Regions from separate parts of the Sus scrofa genome. Here region 1 is linked to region 2. Evidence: chromatin contacts called from public HiChIP or PLAC-seq data. All regions are on one chromosome and are shown on one strand. The core of a region is the stretch at or near the end of the contact, and the rest is flanking DNA. Distances in the headings are between cores, read along the strand shown. Region 1 holds the start of BCDIN3D (pre-miRNA 5'-monophosphate methyltransferase). Region 2 holds the start of TROAP (tastin).

Region 1 (6,323 bases), core at 3,601-6,100, 460 kb before region 2:
CTGCAGCTGCCGGCCTACGCCAGAGCTTTCAGCAACTACAGATGCTTAACCCAATGAGTGAGGCCAGGGATCAAAGCCACATTCTCATGGACACCAGGTTGGGTTCTTAACCCACTGAGCCACAGGAACTCCCTCTTCTTTTCTTTTTTTGATAGGAACTGTTCAAAATACAGTTTATCAAAACAGCTATATTTACACTTTTTGATGATGTGACACAAACTACTGATATCAATGCAGATAATAAAAAACTCATAATACAGGGAGTTCCCGTCGTGGCGCAGTGGTTAACGAATCCGACTAGGAACCATGAGGTTGCGGGTTCGGTCCCTGCCCTTGCTCAGTGGGTTAACGATCCGGCGTTGCCATGAGCTGTGGTGTAGGTTGCAGACGCGGCTCGGATCCAGCGTTGCTGTGGCTCTGGCGTAGGCCGGTGGCTACAGCTCTGATTCGACCCCTAGCCTGGGAACCTCCATATGCCGCGGGAGCGGCCCAAGAAATAACAACAACAACAAAAGAAAAAAAAAAAAAAACTCATAATACACCATTTATAGTTTTCAAAGACCAACTGGCTTGTAAATACAGTCAATTTGAAGAGAATATCTAAGGTTAATCCCTGCCCACGAAAATTTGAAATGCTCTGAAATCGCATAGCTCCTAGACGAAAGAAACGTGATCAGAGTTTTTCCCCGATTTGAGAATAAACTGAAATATTTACATGACACTGGTAACAACAAATCATGAACCTGAAATTTTCTGAATGATCAAATAATAAAACAAATTTGACTTGCCATGCTAAGACTGAATTATCTTTCTAGTCCTCTCTGTAAAATGGCATTTATCAAAGCATTACCACGTGAAAAAGCAATCAAAGCATGTGAGGCCAAAAAATGTAAGAAAAAAGTCACATTTAGGTGTGATTGGCATTTGATTTATCAAACTATTAGGAAAACTTTTGCGATATTCGTGGTATTTGTCAACTTTTTAAAAACTGTGATTTGTTGTGGTTTGTTCTCATTGTTCACAAATATTCACTTTCATACCTATCCTTTATGTGTGTACCTTTTTTTCCGTAAAGCACTACCCACCCCCACAACTGTATAAGCATCTGGCTCCAATAAAATCTGGTCAACTGCAGTGCAGAGCGTGCTCTTAGGTGCTACTAAAGCTATTTGAGGTAGGAGTTCCTGGCAGGGCTCAGCAGAAACAACTGACTAGTTACATGAGGACGAGGGTTCCATCCCCGGCCTTGCTCAGTGGGTTAAGGATCTGGCATTGCCGTGAGCTGTGGTGTAGGTCACAGACATGGCTTGGATCCCAAGTTGCTGTGGCTGTGATGTAGGCTAACAGCTGCAGCTCTGATTCGCCCCCTAGCCTGGGAACTACCATATGACATAGGTGTGGCCCTAAAAAAAAAAAAATTAAAAAAAAGCTGTGTAAGGTATTGGAGCTGAGTCTGATCAGGTCACTTGGGCTGATGAAGGTTCTGGAAAAAAAAATGGCCCAGCTAAAAAGCCACCAGAGTGAGTGGAACAGAAACGCCTCTTTACGGGCTCACCTCTGAGGCATTTCAGGTCCCCAGTAACATTACCAGGCCCACTCCTATCTTTGTTTCTTGAGGATCTCAGGATCAGGAGGAGCCTGCCATTCATTACCTAGGATTGTTGTCTATTTCTTTTTAGGTGAACAGTGTTTTGAGAAGTCCAAAATCATGCCCATGTCCTTAATGAAATTAAACTCTTTACTGGCAAAACGTTATATAGACTGTGTTTAAACAGACAAACAGAAAAGTATTTACAAAAGCAAGGTGATTCCTGGTCTTTGAAAATTAAGGATTGGAGTTCCCGACATGTGGCTCAGTGGGTTATGAACCTGACTAGTATCCATGAGGATTCAGGTTCAATCCCTGGCCTCACTCAGTGGGTTAAAGGATCCAGTGTTGGGGTGAGCTGTGGTGCAGGTCAAAGACGAGGCTGGGATCCTGCGTTGCCATGGCTGTGGCGTAGGCTGGCAGCTGTTAGCTCTGATTCAACCCCCAGCCTGGGAACTTCCATATGCTGCAGTTGCAGCCCTAAAAAGAAGGAAAAAAAAAAAAGAAAGAAAATTAAGGGTTGTCGAGTGTTTGTGCTAGCATCATCTAGTGACAAAAAAGGGTAAGCTCAGGTCACCAAAATCTGTCAAACACTGGGGAAATAGTGGTGTTGCTGTCCCCTGCACACCCTCTTTTTCTAGAAACTGTGCAGGATATCATGATTAACTCATTTTGGCTGGGACTTTTGGCCATTAACTTATGTCCCCTCTAATAGATCAGAGACAGATGAAAGTATGAAGTAAATACTGAGAGAAAAAGAGATAAGCCTATTTTAACCCTCTGATGGCACAACCTGAAGTTGTGCTTCAAGCCTTGGAAGAAGTTGAGCAAATCGCTGGCCTCATGAAGCTGGACACCCCTTTAAGGTGGTCATTCAGGTGGGTAGAGGTTAGCACAACTCTGCAGACCCCTGGCTGAATCTGTTGGCTGTTCTGGGCTATCCTGGCTGCTGACTAGAACCTTCGACCTAGGCTGATGCCCTGCCCCCACCCCCAGTTTCTCTCTTACTAGCTCTGTTTTTTTCTCATCTCTAGCTCTGCCCACATTTTGCCTAGCTCCTTTCCACAAGGTCTGTTTCAGTTCAGTTCTTTTCTTTTTTCCTTTTTAGTTTTCTCAAAACAGACCTGGCTTTAGTTGCCTACTTGCCTCCACAATGGCATTTGGGTGCTTTTTTTTTTTTTTTTTTTTTTAAACTTTATTTCACTGCGGCAAGAACACTTAATATAGATCTTTCTTAACAGGTTTTAAGTGTCCAGTACAGTACGGTTATCTATAGACACAATGTTGTACAGCAGATCTCTAGAACTTACTCATCTTGCATAAGTGAAAATTTATACCGGTTGACTAGCAACTCCACCTGCCCCTCACCCCAGCCCCTGGCAACTACCATTCTATTCTTTGCTTCTATGCGTTTGACTATTTTAGCTACCTTATATAAGGGAAATCATGCAGTAACTATCCTTCCATGACTGGCTTATTTAATTAGCATAATGTCCTCAAGGTTCATCCACTTTGTCACATATGGCAGGATTTCCTTAAGATGAATAATACTTCATTGTATGTATGTACCACATTTCTTTTATCTACTCATCTGCAGATGGACATTTAAGTCACTTCCACATCTCGGCTATTGGGAATAGTGTCACAACAGATATGTGAGTGCTAACATCTGAGATTCTGATTTCAATTCTTCTGGATAATTACCCAGAAACGGGATTGCTGGATCATGCAGTAGTTCTATTTTTAACTTTTTGAGGCACATCCATACTGTTTGCATAGAGGCTGTACCATTTCACATTTCTATCAACAATGTACCAGCTTTACACTTTCTCCACATCCTTGTCAACACCTCTGGTCTTTTGGTTTTGTTTTCATAATAGCCATTCTAACAAGTGTGAAGTGATATCTCACTGTGGCTTTGATTTGCATTTCCCTGATGATTAGTGACACTGAGCATCTTTTCATATACCTGTTGGTCATGTGTGTCTTCTTTTAGAAAAATGTCTATCCAAGTCCTCTGCCCATTTAAAAAATCAAATTATTAGGGTTTTTTTTTTTTTTTTTTTTTTTTGCTTTTGAGTCATAGGAATTCCTTATATTTTTTTGGAAATCAATCCCTTATCGGATACATGGCTTGCAAATATTTTCTCCCATTCCATAGGCTGTCTTTTTACTGTATCAATGGTTTCTATTGCTGTATAGTTTTGACTTTGTAGTGTGACACAGTTGCACTTGTCTATTTTTGCTTTTGTTTGTGCTTTTGGCATCATATCCAGGAAATCACTGCCAAGATCAGTCCTGAAGCCTTTCCCCTATGATTTTTTTCTAGGAGTTATACAGTTTCAGGTCTTAAGTGCTTAATCCATTTTGAGTTGATTTTTGTGTAAGGGTCCCTTTTCATTCTTTTGCATATGAATATCCAATTTCCCAATACCCATTTGTTATGGAGTCTTCCTTCAACAAATATTTATCAAGTCTCTTTGGGCCAGGCATTAAGGTAGGCATAGGCTACCATATTTTCAAGGCTGATAAGAGCAAAGGTACATCCTGTGGAGTCAAAGTGCCTGGGTTCAAATCCTGGTACTATCATTTCTAACTGTGTCACCTTGAGCAAATTACTAACTTCATTGAGCCCCAAAGTCCTTAACAATATAAAGGTGATATTAAGTATGGTCCTTTCTTCACAAGGGTTGGTGTGAAAATTAATGCATGTAAAGGGCTTAGAAAAGTGTCTGGCGCCGGGTAAACATTTGTAAGTGCTGGCTCTTAAGGTACAGTCCATGCCTCTCAAGAGCTCACAGTCCACAGGTGCCCCTATCCACCTGTCCCACGTGACAGTCAGGGCCATGTGGGTCTTCTGGGCCCTGACTGTCACGTGGGACAGGTGGATAGGGGCACCTGTGGTACCTGGAATGACCGTAGTTCCTGGCTACCGTTTCCTGGAATCACAGGATGAACTGGGAGCAAGTTCCTGTGTCAGAGACTCACCGTGTGACCCTGGACGAGTAATTGCTACTCTCTAGCTTTGACTTTATGCATTTGTAAAGGAAGGAAGCTGAACCAAAACTGATTTCCAAATCCCAACAAACTCCTTGTTCTGGGTAGCCCAAGTTGAAACAATGTCAGCCTGAGCAACTCAACCTCTCTGTGCTTGTCCGACCAGAAAAATGGAAGGATATTACTAACCACCTCCTAGTTACAGCCAGGGTCCCACAAGGGAACGCCAACACCAAGCTTCCGCCCTCGTTCAGGGTAGGCCACCGTTTTACCCGCCAGCCTTTGTCATTCAGCGCACGCGCACTGGAGCCAAGACGGCGCTCGCCCCGCCCGTAGGTTCCCGACTTCCGGTTCCGCGGGGACCCAGAGGTCAGACTGAGACTCATGGCGGCGTCCAGGAAGCAGGCTACCGGGAGCGTTGACGAGGCTACGGCAGAAGAGGAACCACGAGTTCTAGAACCCGGGGCCGCCCCATTCGGAAATTTCCCTCATTATTCCCGCTTCCACCCTCCAGAGCAACGGCTCCGCCTCCTTCCCCCAGAGCTGCTTCGCCGACTCTTCCCTCAGAGTCCCGAGACAAGGCCGATCCTGGGGCTCGACGTGGGTTGTAACTCCGGGGTGAGTGACAGGGGAGGGATCGGACGTCGGCTGAGCCTAGAGGTTGGCGGCCTCACGTCCACTGGGGTTCTGGCCTGGGCGTGGCATCACATCCGTCACAACTTTCACAAAATAAGTTTTTAAAGGCATAGCGTTCGACCCCGTGCTGCTGCTATCTGACCTCCAGGATCCCAGCACCATCTCTTTTAGGACTCGTGGGGAGGAATCATTTTCAACTTTGGTTCCTAATTCCTGCGCCCCAGACGCCGTGCCAAACCGCGGGTGGAAAGGGCCACGTGTCTGGGCTTCTGGCGCTTGCCTCCTGTCCAGCGTGGCTGGCAATCAGGCTGGGGGAGAGGGCGCTTCCCGACACTCACGTTTGGAGCATGGAGTTGGGATTGGTTTACTGAGGGGTGACAGAATCATACCTGGAATTAAGATTCGTGTGAGAATTCCCTTGTGGAGCAGCAGGTTAAGGATCCGCTGATGTCACTGCTGTGGTTTGGGTCGCTGCTGTGGCGCGGGTTCGACCCCTGGCCCGGGAAGTTCCACATGCCTTGGGCACGACCAAAAAGGGGGAAAAAAAAAAATCACGAATGAAACACAATGCAGAATGGACCCTGGAGCCAAGAGGATATTTATTTTAAAAGCAGTGAGTTGGCTGAGTATAGAAGTGACATTAAGAAAGAAAATAAAGCATCCTGCCAGAGGAAGGCATTGCCACGTTTTCTTACCACAAAGTATTCTTAGGCATACAATAATTATAGTCAGTCCACAAGTAAAACAGGGAAATGTCACTCTGACACCTATTTGTAGCCACTAGGATATTCTAGAGGAGCAGTCCTTCTGACCCTGTGATTACAAATGCTTCATAAGTTAGTACCATCACTCCATTCCAGGCTAGGAGTCGGATAAGGTGAGGAAAATTTTACTGTGTTGCTGGCCTTAGGCGGAAGAGACTTTGGTATGGAGTTGAGGGCTATAGGGGCACAGCTGGTAAATGGAAGGAGGACATTTAGGCTAAAAACTGGAGTGAACCGGTGGGTGGGTATCTGTCTATCCCTTGCAAACATTTCCTTGCTGTGATTGATACAGATACCAAAGGGAGGAAGCAAAGGAAAAGAGAGACCGCATTTAAGAC
Region 2 (7,115 bases), core at 3,664-6,163:
TGGGAGGGGTGTGAACTGGGTTTTGGGGCGGAAGGCGAGACGTCGCAACACTGAATATGAGGTCTGGGGAGAGATGGGGGTGGCTGAGCAGGGATCCCAGCCAGAGTGCTCGGCCCCTGCCCAGCCCCCAGGAGCTGTGGATACAAACTGGAACGGAGGGGCCGGGGGAGGGTACACGCTGAGCCCGTCCAAAGGGTGATGGCCGGGCGACGGCAGGTGGCACCACTCGGCCAGGGGAGGGCATCGGGCAGGAGTCACGGCCGTCCTGTGGAGAACAAGGTGAAAGAATGATTCCTCCTGCTTGGCATTGCTGTCTTGTTCTCACTCCAGCAGCCAGTGTGACTTCTTTAAGAGCTAATCAAATCATAGCACTCCCCTGTTCAATCCCATGGCTTTCCACTCATTCCACGCAAAAGCCGAGGTCTTACATTGGCCTTTAAATCCTTACCCCACCTGATCCCGATTGCTCTGACCGGATCCTCTGGCTTCACTTCCTGTCCTTCCTACTAGGCTTCAGCCTCACTAGTTGGCTGATCCTTAAATGCACCAGGCCCATTCCCTCTCTGCACCTGCAGTTCTCCGGGGCTTGGAACATTCTCCCCCCGATATCTGCAAGGCTTACGCCCTCAAACCTCTCTGCTCTTGACTTAGCCGCCCGTCCTCAGGGAGCGTGCACCGACCAGTCATCTGAAATAGCAGGACCAACCACCGCCTCCCCCTTCTCCATCCCCTTCAGTGCCTTACTTTAAAAAAAAAAAAAAAAAAAAAAAAACAGATAACTTGGGAGTTCCCGTCGTGGCACAGTGGAAATGAATCCGACTAGGAATCATGAGGTTGCGGCTTCAATCCCTGGCCTCGATCAGTGGGTTAAGGATCCAGTGTTGTGAGCCTTGGTGTAGGTCACAGATGTGGCCCGGATCTGGTGTTGCTGGGGCTGTGGTATAGGCCGGCAGCTGTAGCTTCGATTAGACCCTTAGCCTGGGAACCTCCATATGCAGTGGGTGCAGCCCTGAAAAAGCAAATAAATAAACAGATAACTTATCACCAACCGACATAGAATGTGAATTTATTTCCTGCTGTATATTCAGAACCTAAAACATTGCTTGGAATGCATTAGTTGGTCTGTAAACCCTTGTGGGGTGAAGGAGTGAACGCTTCTGACTGTCAAGTATCAGATCCGTCTCCTTCTCAGCACTGATCCGAGGCTGATATAAATACACTGCAGACTGCTGTGACCTCTCACTCCCAGGCCCCCCAGACATCTGGTCAACAGAGGCCAGTCCCACTATGGAGAGGACTGGGGTCCATCTGGGGCAAAGCAGGACCCAGCGCACATGCTGAGGCCCAGGCGGGGACTGCCTGGCTCCACCCACAATCCTCAGCGCCCCGCAGCTGGGGGATTTCCCCGTGCATCTCCTCTGCCCCCTCCCCCCACCCCAGGGGGTCCCCCTCTCACCTTGGTATGGGGTATCTCTCGGGTTTCTTTTAATGGTACTCGGGTTTCTTTTAATGGTACTCGCTGGGCCAGACCAAGGGGGCCCCCTCCTCCTTCATCTGAGTGAGTGACAATTTCGTGTTCTCCTTCAGGGAGAGAGGAAGCTAGGAGGGGACAGGAAATTGGCTGGAGTTTTTGGAACACATCGGATTCTAGAACAAGGCTTTGCACCCTCCAAAGAGGATATCCTAGTTGGACAGCCCCCGCTGCACCATGAGGGGTGGGGACCCACCGAGCATCCCCTTGGAGCCCAGCACTGTGTCAGCAATCACTCATTAACCTGAACACCCTGAGTGGGCTAGGGGTGTCGTGATGGCTCTTAGGGGCCGGGACAGAACAATGAGTGGGAGGTACATCTTGCAGGAAGTGGCGGAGAGAGGGCAGAACTAGGGGCCACCTCCTCTGACACAAGAGCAGCTGGGTCAACCTCAGGCCTATCAAGAACGTCCCTTCTTCTTGACTCCCGATCTGGCCTTCCTCCCGGCCTGCCGAGCTTTTTCTCATTTTGCTCCCTATGAGCAGCCTGCCCGCCCCTGTTCTCTCCCATCGCCGGGTGCACTCACCAGGCTGGACAGGGGTCTTCGCAAGCAATCCTGAGGCCTGGCTCACCGAAGTCCTGCTGACAATAAGGACAGCAGCTAGCCGTCACTGAGTACCAACTAGGAGCTGGGCACTGTGCTAAATGCTTCACAAACATCACCTCATGTAATTCTCATGAAACCTCAAGTGATGGTACAGACATGAGCCTCACTGGACAGATTAAAGGCAAGCTTGCACAGTCTGTAAGCGCTAGGAGTCAGGAATCAAACCCAAGTCCCATTTAGTGCCACAGCCTATGCTCTGGCCACTAAACAAGAGAGACAGCACCTCTGATTTCTGTCCCCTTCCTCCGTCCATAACCCAAAGAAACTCATGTCATACAGAGGCCTGCCTAAGGAGGCCTGAAACTTATTCCAAGGGCTCATCTTGGGCGGTCACAGGTGTCTCCCCTTCTCTCTGGGTTGGGGGGAAGGCCCCACTCTGAGGGACTCCCCCTCCATCAGACATCAGATCATTCTTTTCCAAATGACCCTCTCCTTCTCACCTGAGGCCGCCACCTGTCTCTCTTCTTAGCTCCTGGAAGCGGGGACGAGTGGAGAGGTGAGAGGGAGGTCCTGAAGGAGGGATCTGAGCCATAAGAGCAAGAGAAAAGGCAGAGCCAGAGGCAGACCCCAAACCTTCGGCCTCACCACCAACCCCATCTGCCTCCACACACCGCCTCTGGCTTGTTGCAAGGTACCTTCCCTCCCAAGGTCCAGCTTTGTCCTGGAAGGAGTTCCCAGAAGCACTAAGTATCAGCCCTTCGAGGGCACTCACCAGAGCCTCTAGTCTCTGGGGACACAAGGTCCGGCCACGAGGTCCTGGTCCCTCCAACCTTGAGAAGCAGGAAGCCCTGGCTGGGTCCAGCCGGTGGATTGGAGTTCTGGGGGCCAAATATGCAGAGGCCCGTGCATCCTAGGCCCCCAAAGAGGCTATCAGCACAGGCTTAGGATTCCTTCCTTCCTTCCTCAGCCTACCCCAGCCTCATTGCCTCCTAGCCCCCTGGCTCCTTACCTGGCCCCTCCGGATGGTGCCTCCCTGGCTCCCTCGAACCAGTACTCTCTGAGCCAGACTGGGCTGACGCCCCAGACGACAGCTCTTCACCCCCTCACCTGATAGGATGGTGGCCAAGGCTGCAGGGTCAGCCACAAACTCTACAGTCCCTGAAGCCTCTGCAAGGGAAGAGGAGAGAGAAAGGTGAGGAGGAACAGGAAGAGGGAAGGCTGAGGGGGCAGGGAGCCCCGCATGGCCACCTGGGGATGCCAGAGTGAGCCGAGAGGCTCACATATAATTGAGCTCAGCTCAGCAAATATTCACAGAACTTTACTCTGTGTTAGACACTATTCCAGGCACCAGTGCCTAGAGATGACGAAGACAAACCCCCATCCTCAACAAGCCATCATCAAACTAGAGAGGTAACAGACCCAAGCCAAAGTACGGACAGGTTATAAAAGAAGCACAGGAGTTCCGTTGTGGCGCAGTGGTTAACGAATCCGACTAGGAACCATGAGGTTGCGGATTTGCTCCCTGGCCTTGCTCAGTGGGTTAAGGATCCAGCGTTGCTGTGAGCTGTGGTGCAGGTCGCAGACCTGGCTTGTATCCCATGTTGCTGTGGCTCTGGCGTAGGCTGGTGGCTACAGCTCCGATTCGACCCCTAGCCTGGGAACCTCCATATGCCACGGGTGCCGCCCTAGAAAAGACGAAAAGACAAAAATAAATAAATAAATAAAAATAAAAGACGTACAGCAAAGCATTAGAACCACAGAGGAATTGATTGATTGTGACTGGGAGAGCTGGAAAAGGCTTTAGAAGAGATGAGAGTTTGCTGAAGGAAGGAAAGGACATCCAAGAGCAGAGAGCTTTCCAGGAGGAAGGACTAGGAATTAGAGTAAGCGGGAGACCCGGGGGGTGCAAAGCCCGCAAACCACACCGCGCTCAACCCATTCTCCCACCCAGTCAAGGAGACTGTTTTCAAGCCTCCAACAAGTACCTGTCTGGGTTGGGGGCCTAGGGTCCACATTTTGTCCCCCAGGGCTAGGCCTGAGCTCCTTCAAAGGGTTCCGGAGCTGAGTGCTCCCTACCAGTTTCTCTGATGGATCTGTTTGACGAGTGGCTTTTGGCCTGGGGCCTGCTGAGTCAACGAGGGGACGCTGAATACTGACCTTCTGCACCAATCTCTGGGGGAGGGGAAGAGAAAAAGCTGGATCTCAGCTTTGGGGTGCATTGCTGGTGTGTGCTGCCTCGTTGTAGCTGCTGCCTTCACCCGCCAACCCCCCCCCACCCGCCCCCGGTCCCCTTACCCTTGGATCTTGGTTTTCCTGGCCCAGGGCGTAGGGTTTGACTGTGGGGAGAGGCGGGCGTCTCTGGGAGCGAACAGGAATCTTACTAGGGGTGGGAGATACACCCCGGAGGAGAGGATCCTTAGTGGCTTGGAGGGTGGTCATGACGGCTACAGCTAAGATGGAGAAGAAAGCAGGACCGGGGATCGAAGGTCAGCCAGTTCAGGAGTTAGTACCTGACATCCCTGATATTCCCACCTCCGCCCAAATCCATGCGCCCAGAAAACCTGGCTCCTGCAAGGGCGCTTTTCTGGGTGTCACCCCCTGACACTCTGAGCCTATTCTTTCGCTCTACGACCCCAAGCTGCCTCTCCTCTCTATGTTTCCCCGAAGCTTTTATCTCTTCCAAGATCCCGGTACCGCACCTCGTTCGGAACCTTTCAGGGTCGCCCCCACTTTCTCGGCTTTTTCCCCGGACTCTCTCTGCTTTTGCAGCAGGTACTTCCCCAATTTGTAAAATACGCCAAGCTCCTGATTGGCTTCTCCGTGCTCCCGCGGAGGCATTTGACGCATGTCTTAGTTGTCCAATCGCCAAGCTTCAGAGGCGGGGCCAAAAGAAGGACTAGTTGTCGAGCCGCTTTCTGGCCAGGAAAAAAAACTGACCCGACTTAACCAGCCAATCTGAGAGCGGAGCGCGGGACCGAAGGCGGGGAAAGAGGAAGGAGGAGACAGTTCTGAGGCCGGGGAAGGCGTGGAGCTCCGAGTTTGGAAGATAACGGGCGCCGTTGTACTATCGCGAGATTTCGGGACTGGTGCAGCGAGGGCCAGTCTCGTGGCATTGTGGGAAGGGCTGGCCTCCTGAATGTGGCGATTTAGTGATGTTGGGGACTGGCCGAGGCCCCTAATCCTACTCTCATCAGGGTTCCGTGTTGGGCTTTGGGGAAATGGCTGAACGTTGTGCCTGGGCAAGGAGCTGCTTCCAAATGGGCGTAGAGGGCTAGAGAGCAAACTAATAAAAATTAAACATTCTTTTTGGGGGAGCGGTTTAGGGCCGCACCCACGGCGTATGGAAGTTCTCAGGCTGGAGGTTGAATGGAGCTACAGCTGCATCTGCCATACTACGCCACAGGCACAACAACTCCAGATCCGAACCACTTCTGCAACCTACACCGCAGCTCGTGGAAAGGACGGATCTATAACCCACTGAGCGGGGCCAGGGGTCTAACCATGTTCTCATGAATACTAGACGGGTTCCTTAACGCTGAGCCACACAGGAACTTAGAAACGACCGTTTTTTCACTCAAGTTTTACGAATTGTGAGATGTGGTCTCCATTTCACAGATACGACCCGAGGCTCAAAACAGTGTCAATGGAACTCACTCAACACTACAAGCCTTGGGGACTGAGGAGCCCTGTGTCACCTGCCTGTTATTGGCAGGTAGGGGTGTGAAAATGAGGGAACCTAGAACACCCTGGTTAGAATGGAAGGGGTTAACCTCCAATGGAAGATAAGAAATGGGGAAGGAGTGCACCGGACTCTGGTAGATTCTTACTCTGACCAGTGGTTCCCGTCACACAAGCGGGGAGCCTAGAAGTTATTCTTGAATTCTTCCCCTCCCCTTCCAGTCTCTCCTTCACTCTTATTAATTTTACTTTTTAATTATCTTTGGAGTTCATTTACTTTCTTCCTCTCCATTACCTCCCCTCAATCTCACCTAGAGGATTGCAAACCCCTCCATTCTCTCTTGCTCCCCACCTTAATCCTTTTCACCTTATAGCAGCTAGAGGACGCTGTCCAAAATGCCAATCTGGTCATGTTACCACTCAAGCTCCCCATCTTCCACCACATTCCCCCTGGTTCTCTGCCTTCCTACTCCATTGCCTCTCCCAATTCCTCAACTTTCTCATGTGCCTTCTAGTCTCTGTCTAGAATACTATTTTTGCTTCCACTTTGCCTATTCATGCTTCCAAAATGATGTTCACTGTTACTTTGTTATAGAGGCCTTCCTTGAACCCTTCTACTCACAGCCCACCCTCTGAAAAAAAGATTCCTTAGTTGCATGTTCTCAAGGAACAATGTTTCTTCAGAGCATGTATCTCAGTTGTAATTGTATCAATGTGAACATAATATACTGTGTGCATTAAACTTGGTATCTCCTGCTAGACCTCCATGAAGGTGGTGACCTTTTATTTTTGGCTTACAATATATTTTCAATGCCTTGCGTTGTGCCTGGATTAAAGGTGCTCAATATTTGTTGAATGAGTCAATGGATGAATGAATAATTGATCAGATGAATACATAGAGGGATAAGGAAGACCTCTGAGAAGACGTAATGTTTGAACTTCCTCTTTAAAAGAAAAGGCAGAGTTTCCCCTGCAGCTCAAAGGGATTGGCACTCATCTCTGCAGCACCAAGGACACAAGTCCAGTCCCTGCCTGGTACAGTGGGTTAAAGGATCTGGCATTTCCACAGCTAGGCCACAACTGTGGCTCAGGTCTGATCCCTGACTTGGGAACCCCACATGCCCTGGGCGACCAAAAAATATAAAATAAAATAAAGAGAAGTCTTTTCTAGTCACTTGGAACAGTACTTGCAAGTAAAGAAACAAGAAAGATTACAGAGTATTTATTTATTTATTTATTTATTTTGGTCTTTTTAGGGCTGCACTCGCGGCATATGGAGGTTCCCAGGCTAGGGGTTCAATTGGAGCTGTAGCCACTGGCCTACGCCGTAGCCACAGCGACTCGGGATCCGAGCGGTG

Evidence for each region. HiChIP or PLAC-seq counts read pairs in DNA pulled down with a chosen protein or histone mark.
Region 1: an H3K27ac HiChIP or PLAC-seq map of alveolar macrophages shows a contact between it and region 2. The contact joins the promoter of BCDIN3D here to the promoter of TROAP in region 2. A contact is called at or near these places in 1 of 5 promoter capture datasets (liver) and 1 of 2 datasets of contacts at active chromatin or transcription factors (alveolar macrophages).

The regions. Positions count from the first base shown.
Region 1 is chr5:15,760,172-15,766,494 of Sscrofa11.1, reverse strand. BCDIN3D (pre-miRNA 5'-monophosphate methyltransferase) reads left to right here and starts at 4,850. Exons shown (of 2, transcript XM_005663848.3): 1 at 4,850-5,203. The coding sequence starts at 4,970. NCKAP5L (nck-associated protein 5-like) reads left to right here and starts at 5,094. Exons shown (of 14, transcript XM_013997563.2): 1 at 5,094-5,203. LOC102167177 (a long non-coding RNA gene) reads right to left here and starts at 4,876. Exons shown (of 4, transcript XR_002343941.1): 1 at 4,775-4,876.
Region 2 is chr5:15,298,486-15,305,600 of Sscrofa11.1, reverse strand. It overlaps TROAP (tastin), which reads right to left and starts at 4,913. Exons shown (of 14, transcript XM_013988255.2): 1 at 4,779-4,913; 2 at 4,375-4,529; 3 at 4,065-4,251; 4 at 3,089-3,246; 5 at 2,580-2,989; 6 at 2,059-2,111; 7 at 1,457-1,599; 8 at 149-265; 9 at 1-63. The coding sequence starts at 4,518.